Linked DNA regions of Anas platyrhynchos: region 2 is linked to region 1. A link is a contact called in public Hi-C data. All regions are on one chromosome and are shown on one strand. The core of a region is the stretch at or near the end of the contact, and the rest is flanking DNA. Distances in the headings are between cores, read along the strand shown.

Region 1 (5,629 bases), core at 40-2,539:
CCCAATAATCTGCCCTATTCTTGTAGGTTGGGTCATGACAACAGGTCTGCTCGTTACAATAATCTTTTTGACATGTTTGGTAACTACCTTCCCACACAACACAGCAGAACTTCCTACTTCCTCTGATCTTCCCATGTTTCGCTTTGGTGGTGTGAAGATTAAAGCTTATCCAATTAGCCACCCACCGCCTCCGCCAAGTTAATCACGTAAATCTTTGAAACCGTCACAGAGCAGTGGAGTGTGCGGATAGCTTTTGATTATAGGAGCAGATTTAACTAATTATGAGGCTTAGCAATGTGCCCAAGTATAAAAGATGATGGGGTTTAAAATCAGGGGGCTATGCCATTGCTTAACAAGTGAGGGCTTATCTTTCAGAAGGCATTGTTTCACCGATAATTCCTATAAAACTTCCCGAGTAACTTAGATTAGTCAACCAGTGCTTACTTTAGACCAAGGCCACACAGCAAGGCTTACGGCTTTAGAAGACTGATCAGCACGACTGAATTTTAAACAAAACCTGGGTCATATGACAATCGGTTGCAAGCTCACTTGAGCATCCCCCTAAAGATACAGTCGTACAGTAGAAGTCTTTGAAGCGCTCCAAGCACCTCTGCTGAGCTCCGCAGGTCAGCCCCCGCAGAGGAGGCAGGGATTCTCTCACTTACGGTTTAACTGCTCACACTGGCAGGCAGGGAATTTTAGGAAGCTCCGAGCTAGTAAATCAAACACCAAGTATGATATTTTAACTTAACTTACACAACTTTTAACTTACAGAACAAAAGCTCTCCTCCCTGAGAAAACAAACAGGAGACACGGCATGAGGACAAGCTCTTCTGAGTGCCCCCGGCACCTTCCCAAACGGGGCTGTCCCCAGAAGACCCAGGGAGACCCGAGGCCCACAGGACGGGCAGCACTGGCACCGTGAGCGAGAAGGAAGCAGCACCTCTCATGTGCACAGGGACGCTGTGCTGCTCACCACCACTTTTCTACAGCCCCACCAACTGCTCCCCCCTTTAAAAACCACAAACTCCCTGCCAGCTGCACGGCTAGCAGCACACCCGGAGGACACGGCTGCTCTGCGGCACCTCCAAGCCCCCTGATTCCTGCCCACGACGCTGTTGGGGCAGCTCCTGGCTTGCAGGGCAGAAGGGCAGCTCCAGCTCGTGCAGACAGCGGGCACCCACCAGGGAGCAGCACCATGCTGGGCGAGGGCAGAGTGGGACCCGCACACGTAGCTGGGCACCAGCGAGCCCACTCGGGCTGGACGGGGTGCTCCTGCAGCAGGAACGTCCCCAAGGACAGGGACCTTCACGACACGGCTCACACCCGTGTTTTAATTCCCTGGGACTTCACTTTTCCATGCAGACCTCAAGACATGCACCCCAGGGAACACTTCCATGACAGCGAGCTCTCAGATACCAGCACCCTCCTTCTACACCAGCCCTTCTCATGCTGCGGTGGCCACAGCAGAGCCACGCACCCCGCAGGACAGTTGCTCAGCAGAAGAGAGCAGTGGGATCCCACAGCCCACTCACACTCCTCTGGGATGAGAACTACAACAAGGACTCCGGTAAGCCCGCACCAGAACACCCTGGGAGCGATGCTGGTGCAGGAGCAACCTCGGGCAGGGCACTTCAGGGAGCTTTGAGCAAACTCAGGAGGCAAAATGTAAAGCAAGCAGCTCAGCCTGGAAAGCTGCCCTCCTATAGACAACTCTTCCTGAGGCTAACAAGCATTAACCACTAATAAATAGGAAAGCAGGCACAACCTGGAGCACAATGCCTGAAAGTGTGGGGTTTGACTTACCTTCCTCTGTTGTGTTTAGATACAGAGAAATCTCTGCAAAAAACAGCATCCCTTTGCAGCTCCTTAGATGCATGTGCATGCGGCGTTCCCATAACCACAGTCAGCGAGGACCTTGGAGAGCCCCAGGGATGCTGAGCGCAGACCAAACCAAGGGAAGGCTGCACACCTTCCTGGCACCTTCCTGGCATTTCACACAGACCCAAACCCCCCGGGTTTTGTGCACAGAGGTGCACAGGGCGCTGCTGCTCGCAGTCACACCTGCACACGCTGCCACCCGGGGAGCGCTTCCAGGTGCTCTGCAGGGAGAAGACCCAAGCACAGAGACACAATGCAGTGGACGAGAGCAATGCTGGGACAATTAGAAGCGTTTTTTCTCGTAACTACATGGCCAAAGACATATTAATCCTGGAAAATCCTGCCCCAGGCCCTTGATTTGATCCCATGACTCTCAAGCATGGGTTTCTGGGTGGACAATTTGCCTCTTCTTCCACCCTTTTGAGAAACTTTTTCATTGATCTTCTTAGACATCAGGCTAATTGCATCTGATGTCAGAAGACCCTAAAAAGCTTCCAACAGCAGAAAGACATTTTAAAGGCACGTCAAAAATTACTGCTTTTTAATCTCCTTTTCCAAAGGACATCTGCTCCTCCATAAGCAAGAGCCAGATTCTCAAAAGCTTTTAAACACCTAGCGGCTCATGGACGAACGTCAGGCACTTGATGCCCATTTGGCATAAGGCAAAACATCAGGTTGGATTAAGACCTAAATACCTTACATTCGACAGAAAAGTATTTAAACAGAAAAAATACTGGACATGGCATTATCCCACATCCAAAAAAAAAATGAGAAAAAGATTGTGGACTCTTCCAGAAGTTATTTAGGGTAGTTATTACTTAAGATGCTTTGTGTCCCATGGCCATTAAAAATTTCTGCATTTTGAGAAATTCAAAGAAATCAAAAAGGCATGTTAAGGCACACACAACTTATTTACTCACTGGTGATCTGCAAACAGTCCCACACACTGACTCCCTGGTCAGACAGGAGGAGGAATATTCTTGATTCCTTTGCCTCCACAGATATATTTTGATATTGTTTCATTTCCAGAAAGTCAACGTTTGTAGTTGCTTTTTCCACTTCTCCCTTTCAAATGATATGAAATCACTGGCATTTCTGCTTCTCTTAAGTCTCTGTTATGGTACCTGCACATATCTCTTTCGAAGGAGAAAAGCGGGGAGACGATTCTGAAATTGCCGATTGAAACCCAATTACAGAAAGCTTGAGTGACCCTACTCAGGCAGAGTCACGCAAACAGTGCAATTTTCTCCTGGAAAATTCCAGTTGCATCTTAATTAAGGCCGACAACGCCGGAAGGGAAACTAACGTTATCCCAAAGCAATATAGCGTCCTGCCCTGTGTTCTGGCCCAAGTTGTCAGTTAGGATAAATACCAAGAGCATTAAGACCACTGTACTTCACAATCAGAAATAGCTTTACAGCAGTTTTCAAAGGATGTAAAACTCACTGAATGGTGACCAAACATAAACGAAGATTAATTCTAGCAAAACCTTCACAATTACAGGCCATGGGGACAATAAATATGTGATCAGTGGTGCAAGAAGGTTAATGAAAAGAATGACTGCTGGAAAGAAAACGACTTCTGAAAATTTGTGCTGTCACATCAGAGATGGATTAGATACGGAAAACCAATACAAAACCAGAGAAAAGTGTCACTGCTAGAACTTAATCAAACAACACGTGCTGATTTTTCTAATGCAGTGGCTAAAGCTTTCCGACTCAAAAATTTCAGCCTTCAGACACGGTGGCCTTTGCAACCCAACGCAGGCTGCTCCAGGAGGCTGTAACCATTTCAGGGAAACCGACTGCTGCAAACAGCAGCCTAACCCTGCCAGGCACTGCTGCCTTCTGTCCCTGCAAGCCACAGGGCACGCAGGGGGGACAAACTCCTTCCTGACAGACCCACCTGCAGCCTGCCTCATGCAAGGGAAAGGTCTGACTTCCTGGCACGACACTCGGGTGCTGGCTACATCTCTGCCCGTACCACTGAAAGCCAGACCTACAAGGGAGAACAGGGCAGGGGTGTGAATTCACCAGCCAGAGAATAGTTGGCATAGTTTTATCCATTTTTAATTAAAGAAGTTAAAAGAGAACTATTAAATTTCGAGCCTTGCAACACTAGAAAATAAGCACTGTCTCTGATGTTATCTTATGCTGGAAAATACTGGTTTCCCTGATCATTTCTAATGGAGCATGAAATTATCATGGGATTTTGGTATTTTCCTCCTGTCTGCCTCAACACCTTCATGCCAGGGCAGCTCGAGGTTCAGCCCTGACCCTGCCAGCTCCGCAGCCTGCAGGGACTCCTCTCACTCAAGGCCAATTTTCCAGCAGGCACATCAGTTTATGCACTGCTCAGAGCAGACGGGAGCCTTCTCACGCCCCCAGCCCCTGCAGAAACGCTGCCCACTTGGGATTTTACCAGTGTCAGTTGTCTCAGCATCCGATGTAAAAGCCATCATTGATGCACCACCTGGATTTGCACCGCACCCCAGGAAATGCCAAAGCCCTTGAGGAATTAGTAGGTGCGGTGCGACCAAATCCCCCCGTTTCTGCACCTCTCGCAGGTGCTGCACTGCCAGCGTGCAGGTACACAAAGCTGGCCAAGCTCAGGGTGAAACGCCTGCTTTGGACGTACCGAACACCCCGCCAGAGAACAAAAGCAAGGAGAAACCAACCTCTGCACCACAGCACTGAACCGACCCTCAAGGAACGTGCACATGTTATCTTCTCTACAGCAACACCCAGCAGAATACAGAACACTAGGTCAGTGAAACTTTGGAGCAGGTACAGCAGTTACTCAAGGAACACGAAGTAAGGAGGCTGGAAAAAAGATCTGGTTTTCAGCAGGAACATTCAGACACAACACCCACATTGCTACCCAGGTTTTTAGCCTAGGACAGCACCAAAACTGTGTCCGCCCTTTCCAAGGGAGTAGTTTTCAACAAATATCAGCAAAAATGTTAAAAAACATGAGGATTTAAAAACACGTGACATTTTACTCTGTCCCAAGACCAAGAGCTGACAAATTGCAAGTAGGTGAAAAACTCACGAGGGCTCTAAGGCGCTGCCTCACAGAAGCACCTTCACACGTGGATGTTTAAAAGGCAGAGCCGTGCATTTGCCAGAACAGGTCCAGTGAATACAGCACATTAGAAAGCGCCTGACATTTAGAAGCACAAGCTAAAATTAACAAAACCCCACAAACATCTGCATTACACGTCTGTACTGCAGAGGTTTCCCCCTGCAACCCTTCAGCAGCAGGTCTCACTGCACCACGGGTCAGAGAGGTGAGGACGCGCTGCTCAGCCACGCTGTAGGGAAAAGTTGGGAAGAGTAAGGCAATTACCTGCACAGGGATTTAGCTAAAACTGTAACTCCTGCACACAGCAGTACTTAACCACGCCCCTGGACTCAGGACACAGGTCAGTCAGACTCTTTCACCGTGGGGTTTTTAATTTTTTTGCACAAATGCTGACTCAGGCCTAATAGAGATCAAAGCACATCCCCCAGTGAATCATCAGGATTTTATCCCTAGACAGACCACTTCAATTCTGATTGATTCCATTCAGAGCCCTAATACTGTGCTAAGGTAGCATTTGCTTGCGAAGGAAGAAGGAAATGACAGCTGCGTTTTGCAGACTGTAGCCTGGCTACCAGCTGAGGAACAAGATTTATTTATTGCTACCACTCTTCTCCTCTCCTTCCAGCACCAGCTAATTCATTAATCAATTTAAACACGTGTCAAA
Region 2 (5,585 bases), core at 2,476-4,975, 110 kb before region 1:
ACGTGGCCATCCTGTGGGGACACGGCCACCGCAGAGCCCCGGGCAGGCACAGGGGGCCGGCAGCCCCAGGAGCAGCGGGTCAGGGACAGCAGCATCGCCGTGGGGTCTGAGGGACCCCAGCAGCTCCCCGTGCTCTGAAGACCATCTTCCACACACGCCTTTCTGCAAATCTTACTCATCACAAAGGCTTTTTTCCTTTTCTCTTTTTTCCCTTTTTCCTTTTCTTTTTTTTTTCCTTTTCTTTTTTTCATTTTTTTTCATTTTCCTGTTTCCTTATTTTCTCTTTTTCCTTATTTTCTCTTTTCCTTATTTTCCCTTTACCTTTCTTTCCTTTTTTTTTTTTTTCCTTTTCCTTTTCATTCCCTTTTAAACTGTTTTCCCTTTTTTCCCTTTTTCCCCTCTCTTGTCCAAGCGGTCCCACCGAAACCCGCAGGATCCGCTCGCACGGGGGAGGATTACTCACAGGATGGGGGTTTGCAGGCGCTGCTGAAAGCAGCACACGCAGCCCCAGCGGGGACGCCTGAAACATGAGGCATGTTCCTCCCGCTCCTCCTGCCCTTTGCCTCTTCTTGTGTAACCCTTCCCTGATTTGCTTATTTTCGTGTTAACTCCTGCCTCTCTGCTCCACGTTCACGCTTTTCCACCCTGCTGCTTTTCGTACATCCTTGATGTAATTTTATTCTGTCTCCCCTGGCAGTACTGGAGCCATCCTGTGTGGCTGCTGGGAGCAGGTTCCCCACCTGAAGGTCCCTGTGCTCGTCACCAGCCTTGCCGGTTTAACCTTAAAATAGAGCTGTTAAAATATTTCCAATCAAAACTAGATTGGATAGAAAATTAAGGTTTTTTTTTGTTGTTGTTGTTTTTTTGCTCCAGGCAGGTCTGCAAGCAGCTGGTTCCCAGAGGTCTGGGGGCAGAGCAGGTTTTAGCCAAAATCCCCAAGTCAGAAGTGGTCAGGAAAGGGAAAAAGAAGTAAAAACTTTTTTTTTTTTTTTTTTTTCTCTTTCCCTTGAAAAATCATCATATTTTGGCAAGACTTAGCCTCTTTCTGCCCTGTGCAGCAACAACAAGGGGACATCCTGGGCAGAGAGCCCCAGGCAGCATCCAAACCCCAGATGTCAAACTGGGGCAAACTGGAGCTGGGGTGGAGGAAGGTCCAGCTTGGGGGGGAGGGAGGAGCATGGGAACCTGCAAACCCAGCCCAAATGGATGTGGGCTGTCCCCATACAATTTGGGGACACAGATTTGGGGTGTCTCAGAGGCAGGAGGTGGCAGAACAAAGCTGGAAACGTCGCAGCGTCCCTCGTGGGAGTGACAGCCTCATCCTGGGGGGTTTGGGAGGGTTTGAAAGCAAAGCCCAGCCTCTGGGGCACCCAGGCTGGTTCCCGACCCCCAGAGCAGCCCCCTCCAGGCTCTGGGCAGTGGGGCAGGGTCTTTCCCCCAAGCCTCCCTTCTGGCAGGCAGTGCCCCAAGGGGCACGAGGTGGGCAGGATCCTTGCTCCCCAGGCAGGGCTTTGGCTGGCTCTGTCCCGAGGATGTGCACTAGAAGGAAGCTTCCCTGCCTCTGCCTGCCACGGCTCAGCAGGGGCAGACCGCAGTCTGGCACGGCGCTCGCAGCTCTTAGAAACCAGGGCTGTTAACAAATGTGCGAGGCCATAATCCTTTTGGAGCAGTGATGATAACAAGCCCCGATGCTTTTTCTCTCTTTTTTTTTTTTTTTTGGCTTTTTTTTTTTTTAACCAACAGCTGCGCCGGTAAGTCCCACTGTGGGAAATGAGCTGGTGAATGATTTCAAGTGCAGTATTTACATCCCCTGCCAAACCCTTCACATCTGCCCAGCTCTGCCGTCAAGCCTCCATCCATCTGGCCGGGAACAGCAGGTCCTCAGGCTGCCTGCACCCACAAGGGCATTTCCTTCCTGCGCCCGCAGTGCCAGCTGCCTGGGATGTTGCTCAGTGGGGAAGGGCTTGAGCAAAAGCACTGAAAGGAGTTTTTTGTGTGTGTGTTTTTTTACTTTTTTTTTTTTTAATTTCACGTGAAATGAATTCCCAAAGTCATCGAAAGCGATTATTTCCACCCGAGAACTCGTGTGCTGAAGGGGTGATGAAACACTCCTTGGTTTTGTGCCCCTTCCCTGCAACCCTGACAGTGCTCCAGGGAGCCGGGGGGATTAGGGTTAGGGTTAGGGTTAGGGTCTGCCCCAGCGATGTTGCCCCACAGCTCCTCCTCGAGCCCTGCAGCCCTTCCCCATCCCAGCACCCAGGCAGTGCAGTGCCCACGGGTGGGTGCCCCAGAGCAGGACCTCAGGCCCCCCGCGCTGCTCCCCAGCTCCACGGAGCACAGATCGCCCACAGCGTGTGAGACGTCCCCCCTGGTCCCCGCTGCTCCTGTGCCAAACTCCACCTCTGTTTCAGGTCGGTGCGGTCCCTGGCTGGACGAGAAGCTCGCAGGACACCCAAATGCTGCCAGTGGAGCCGCGCCGCCTCGCCACCTCTGCTCTCCTCGTGCCCTCACCCTCCTCTTGTGTGTTCCCCCCGCAGAGTGTGATTGCCATCCCGTGGGCGCCGCCGGCCAAACCTGTAACCAAACCACGGGCCAATGTCCCTGTAAGGACGGCGTCACCGGCATCACGTGCAACCGCTGCGCCAAGGGCTACCAGCAAAGCCGCTCTCCCATTGCCCCCTGCATAAGTAGGTGGATCGCGCTTTCGATGTCTGTAGATGAGAGGGATTAACCCTTAGCACAAGCTCAGCCAAGGCAGCCACTAACCCCCCTGCATTCGTGCTGATGGCTGGGGCTGGGGGATGGAGCTGCCGGTGCCCCCACACATCACCAGCTGTGGGGCACAGTGCCAAAACCAAACCCCTCGTGCCCAGGAGCTGTGTTGTGTGAGGGCAGCTACAGCCCGATTTCCTCAAGCCGTGATTCTGCCTCGGGGTACAGATGGGGTCTGGGTGCTCAGGCAAATCGCTACACACAGATTTTTCTCTTCAAACGCCAGGCTGCACTAGCACAGAGCTCAAATCAAAAGAGCTGCTGGTGCGATGGAGCTGCCACCAGAGCAGCACAGCCCGATTTTAGCACCTGGATTGCTAAAGGCGACCATCAACACACAATGCGCACAGAAACGCGGGCTGGCTCACCGCATGGTCTGCTTTTGGGTTTGCCTTCCCAAGTGTGCCCTCAGCCTCTGCTCTTAACAGCAGCAAGCTCCAGGTATGGCTCCCAAAGGCACTGCAGTGTTTGCTCTGCCAAGAGCCACATCCCCACTCGATCCCTTTTGACCGATGCCTGGGCAAGGTGTGGTTTCACCCCGTGCTTCTCTATGGAGCCTCCTGGGTTTGCTGCTGTTGGATCATTTGGTGCTCACTCACCTTGCCAGAGACCTCCCCACCTGCTCTAACATCAGACACCGAAATGGCAGTGCCCAGGGCAGGCTGGGGAGGAGGGCTTGAGGCTGCCTCCTTGCTGCTAAAAATAGGGGGAAAATGGGAAAAGAAAGGTGAAGGTTGAAAGAATCAAGTCTTTGTTGGATCCTACAGTCTGCTGCCCACTCCCAGTGCCTGCCCTTGCCAAATTAGGGGGCAGGCACCCTTTCTCCACCTTCTCCCATGGAAGAAAACATACATTCCAGGGTGGTTTTTGGTCACTTGAGGCTCATTCTTCCCCATGTCGCAATGGGACGGCAAGAGCTCAAACCAGATGCTTGTTTCCCCAAGATGCTACAGTCATGGCTCCGGTATGCTTTGCAGCAAGTATGCGCAAAGGTTTATCATCCATCATTCCCCAGGGCCATGGTAAATCAGAGGGTAAATTGTTCCTTGCATCACCTCCCCTGGGATTTGCTGCACTAAATGAAGACAGACGCAGAATTTCAACACGATCGCGGCCGGGCTGTGTTCACGCCAGCTGCCGAAGCAGCGAGCTCACAGCTGCCCCTGCCCTGCCACCCTGCCATCCTCCGGGCCCCGTGACAGCTGCTTGCTTCTGTGACACTGCCGAGCATCCTCCCAAGGGGCTGCGAAGCTTGGTCCAGATGCATTTCAAGCAACGCTCTGGCCTGGCTGTAAACTCGTTGTGCAGTTGTTGGGTGTTTGATCAGCTTGTACGAGGCCAAAGCAATTAGAATGAGGATGTGAGCATCTCGCAATTCTCCTATGCTAAAAAAGAAAACAATAATAATTAAAAAAAAAACAAAAAAAAAAAACAAAAAAAAAAACACAGCAGCACATTTTCATCCCTGAAAAAAATGTCCATGAGTGTATCCCTTGTTCGGGGGGTATTCCCAAATACATGCACAGGTTTTATACATGCACAGTGCAGGGCACCAGCTCTCCGTCCTCACACACCCCGCTCTCTCCTGGTCACTGAACCAAGCGAGGGTCCAGCCACCCTGTCTGCAAGAGCACACTTACTCTCTGATTTACCACTGACTGTATTTTCCCTGTCCCATAAACTTCTAGCCACACAAAAATGATGCCATGGGAATGAGCAAGGCGCCAGGCAGGGTCTGTCTGCACTGCAGCCCACGCAGGGCGAGCATCCATCGTCCCCACTCGGCACGGCCCTGCTGGCTGCTCGTGCACCACCCACGTGTGCGCCACGTGTTTCACAGGGGCTTGTGCCTGTGCTGAGCTGCATGAGGGTGAACAGCTCCAAAAGCCGTCTAACGCTAATGGGGCTGCAATGCAGACAGACCCAAGTGGCCAAGCTCCACATCTCTCCTGCCTAAATTCTGCTCTCAGACCCAGATGAGGGATCGGGACAGCAGGGTGTTCCCCCAGCAGGATTCCCAGGGATGCTCGGGAATTGCTGTGCCCTAAATGCACAAAAGATGTCACTAATGAGAGCCGCGTATGCGCGCTGGGGAAAAGAGCTTGTCTTGCCAAAGCTGGGACCATATAATGTGCTCCATCTGCAGCCCAGCCTCCACAACATCAACAAACAGTCAGACTTGGGCATGAAGACCCAGAACATGATGTGGTTTCAGCTATGCACACAAAGCCCAAATCAAAACCAGGGAGCACCGCGCTGGCACCAGATCCGTTCGCGTTTCCTCTGAACGTGTGAGATGAGGCTAGCGTCCCAGCGAGGGGCTGCAACCTGCGGCCTCTCACAGGGCTGCGGGCACCTCGCGCTGCTGGGCAGGGCTGGGCAGGGCTCAGCTCCTCGGGATCGGGACTAACGCTGCTTTCTTTTGTCCCCTCTCCGCTCCCGCCTGCTCCTCCCCGCCGGGCGCAGAGATCCCCGCCGCTCCCCCCACCACCGCCGCCAGCAGCACGGAGGAACCTGCAGGTACGTTGCCTCCTCTCCTAAAGCCTCTTCTCTCTGCCTCCAGGGTAAAGGTCTTGAAAATGTGTAAAATTAATGGATAAATTCTGGTGCCTGTACTGGGACAAGCAGGTACCTTTTGTGCCCTGAATATCTGAGTTCTGAAAACACGCCTGCAGCACCCCGAGATGGGAGCTGCTGGGAGCAAGCGTGAGCATGGGGAAGTTGCAGAAAGGTGTTCCCGGGGGGGAGAATCACCGAGGAGCAAATGGGGGTTACTGCATGGCACCGGCCCTTGATGGAAACCAGGGAAGGAC

Evidence for each region. Hi-C and Micro-C count contacts between places; a contact is called where the count stands out from the background.
Region 2: a contact with region 1 is called in a Hi-C map of skeletal muscle, with 2.2 times the contacts expected there. The contact joins two enhancer-like sites. A contact is called at or near these places in 4 of 8 Hi-C or Micro-C datasets (F1 follicle, liver, skeletal muscle and 1 more).

What each region holds. Positions count from the first base shown.
Region 1 is chr19:10,593,936-10,599,564 of IASCAAS_PekinDuck_T2T, reverse strand. All of the region lies in intron 4 of STX8 (syntaxin 8), which reads right to left. Among named protein-coding and RNA genes, the nearest start is that of STX8, 7.7 kb to the right of the region's middle. Within about 2 kb of position 1,289, at least 2 of the 8 cell types and tissues checked have an H3K27ac peak or open chromatin away from gene starts, as enhancers often do.
Region 2 is chr19:10,709,526-10,715,110 of IASCAAS_PekinDuck_T2T, reverse strand. It overlaps NTN1 (netrin 1), which reads left to right. Exons shown (of 5, transcript XM_027471677.3): 3 at 5,239-5,292. Among named protein-coding and RNA genes, the nearest start is that of NTN1, 59 kb to the left of the region's middle. Within about 2 kb of position 3,725, at least 2 of the 8 cell types and tissues checked have an H3K27ac peak or open chromatin away from gene starts, as enhancers often do.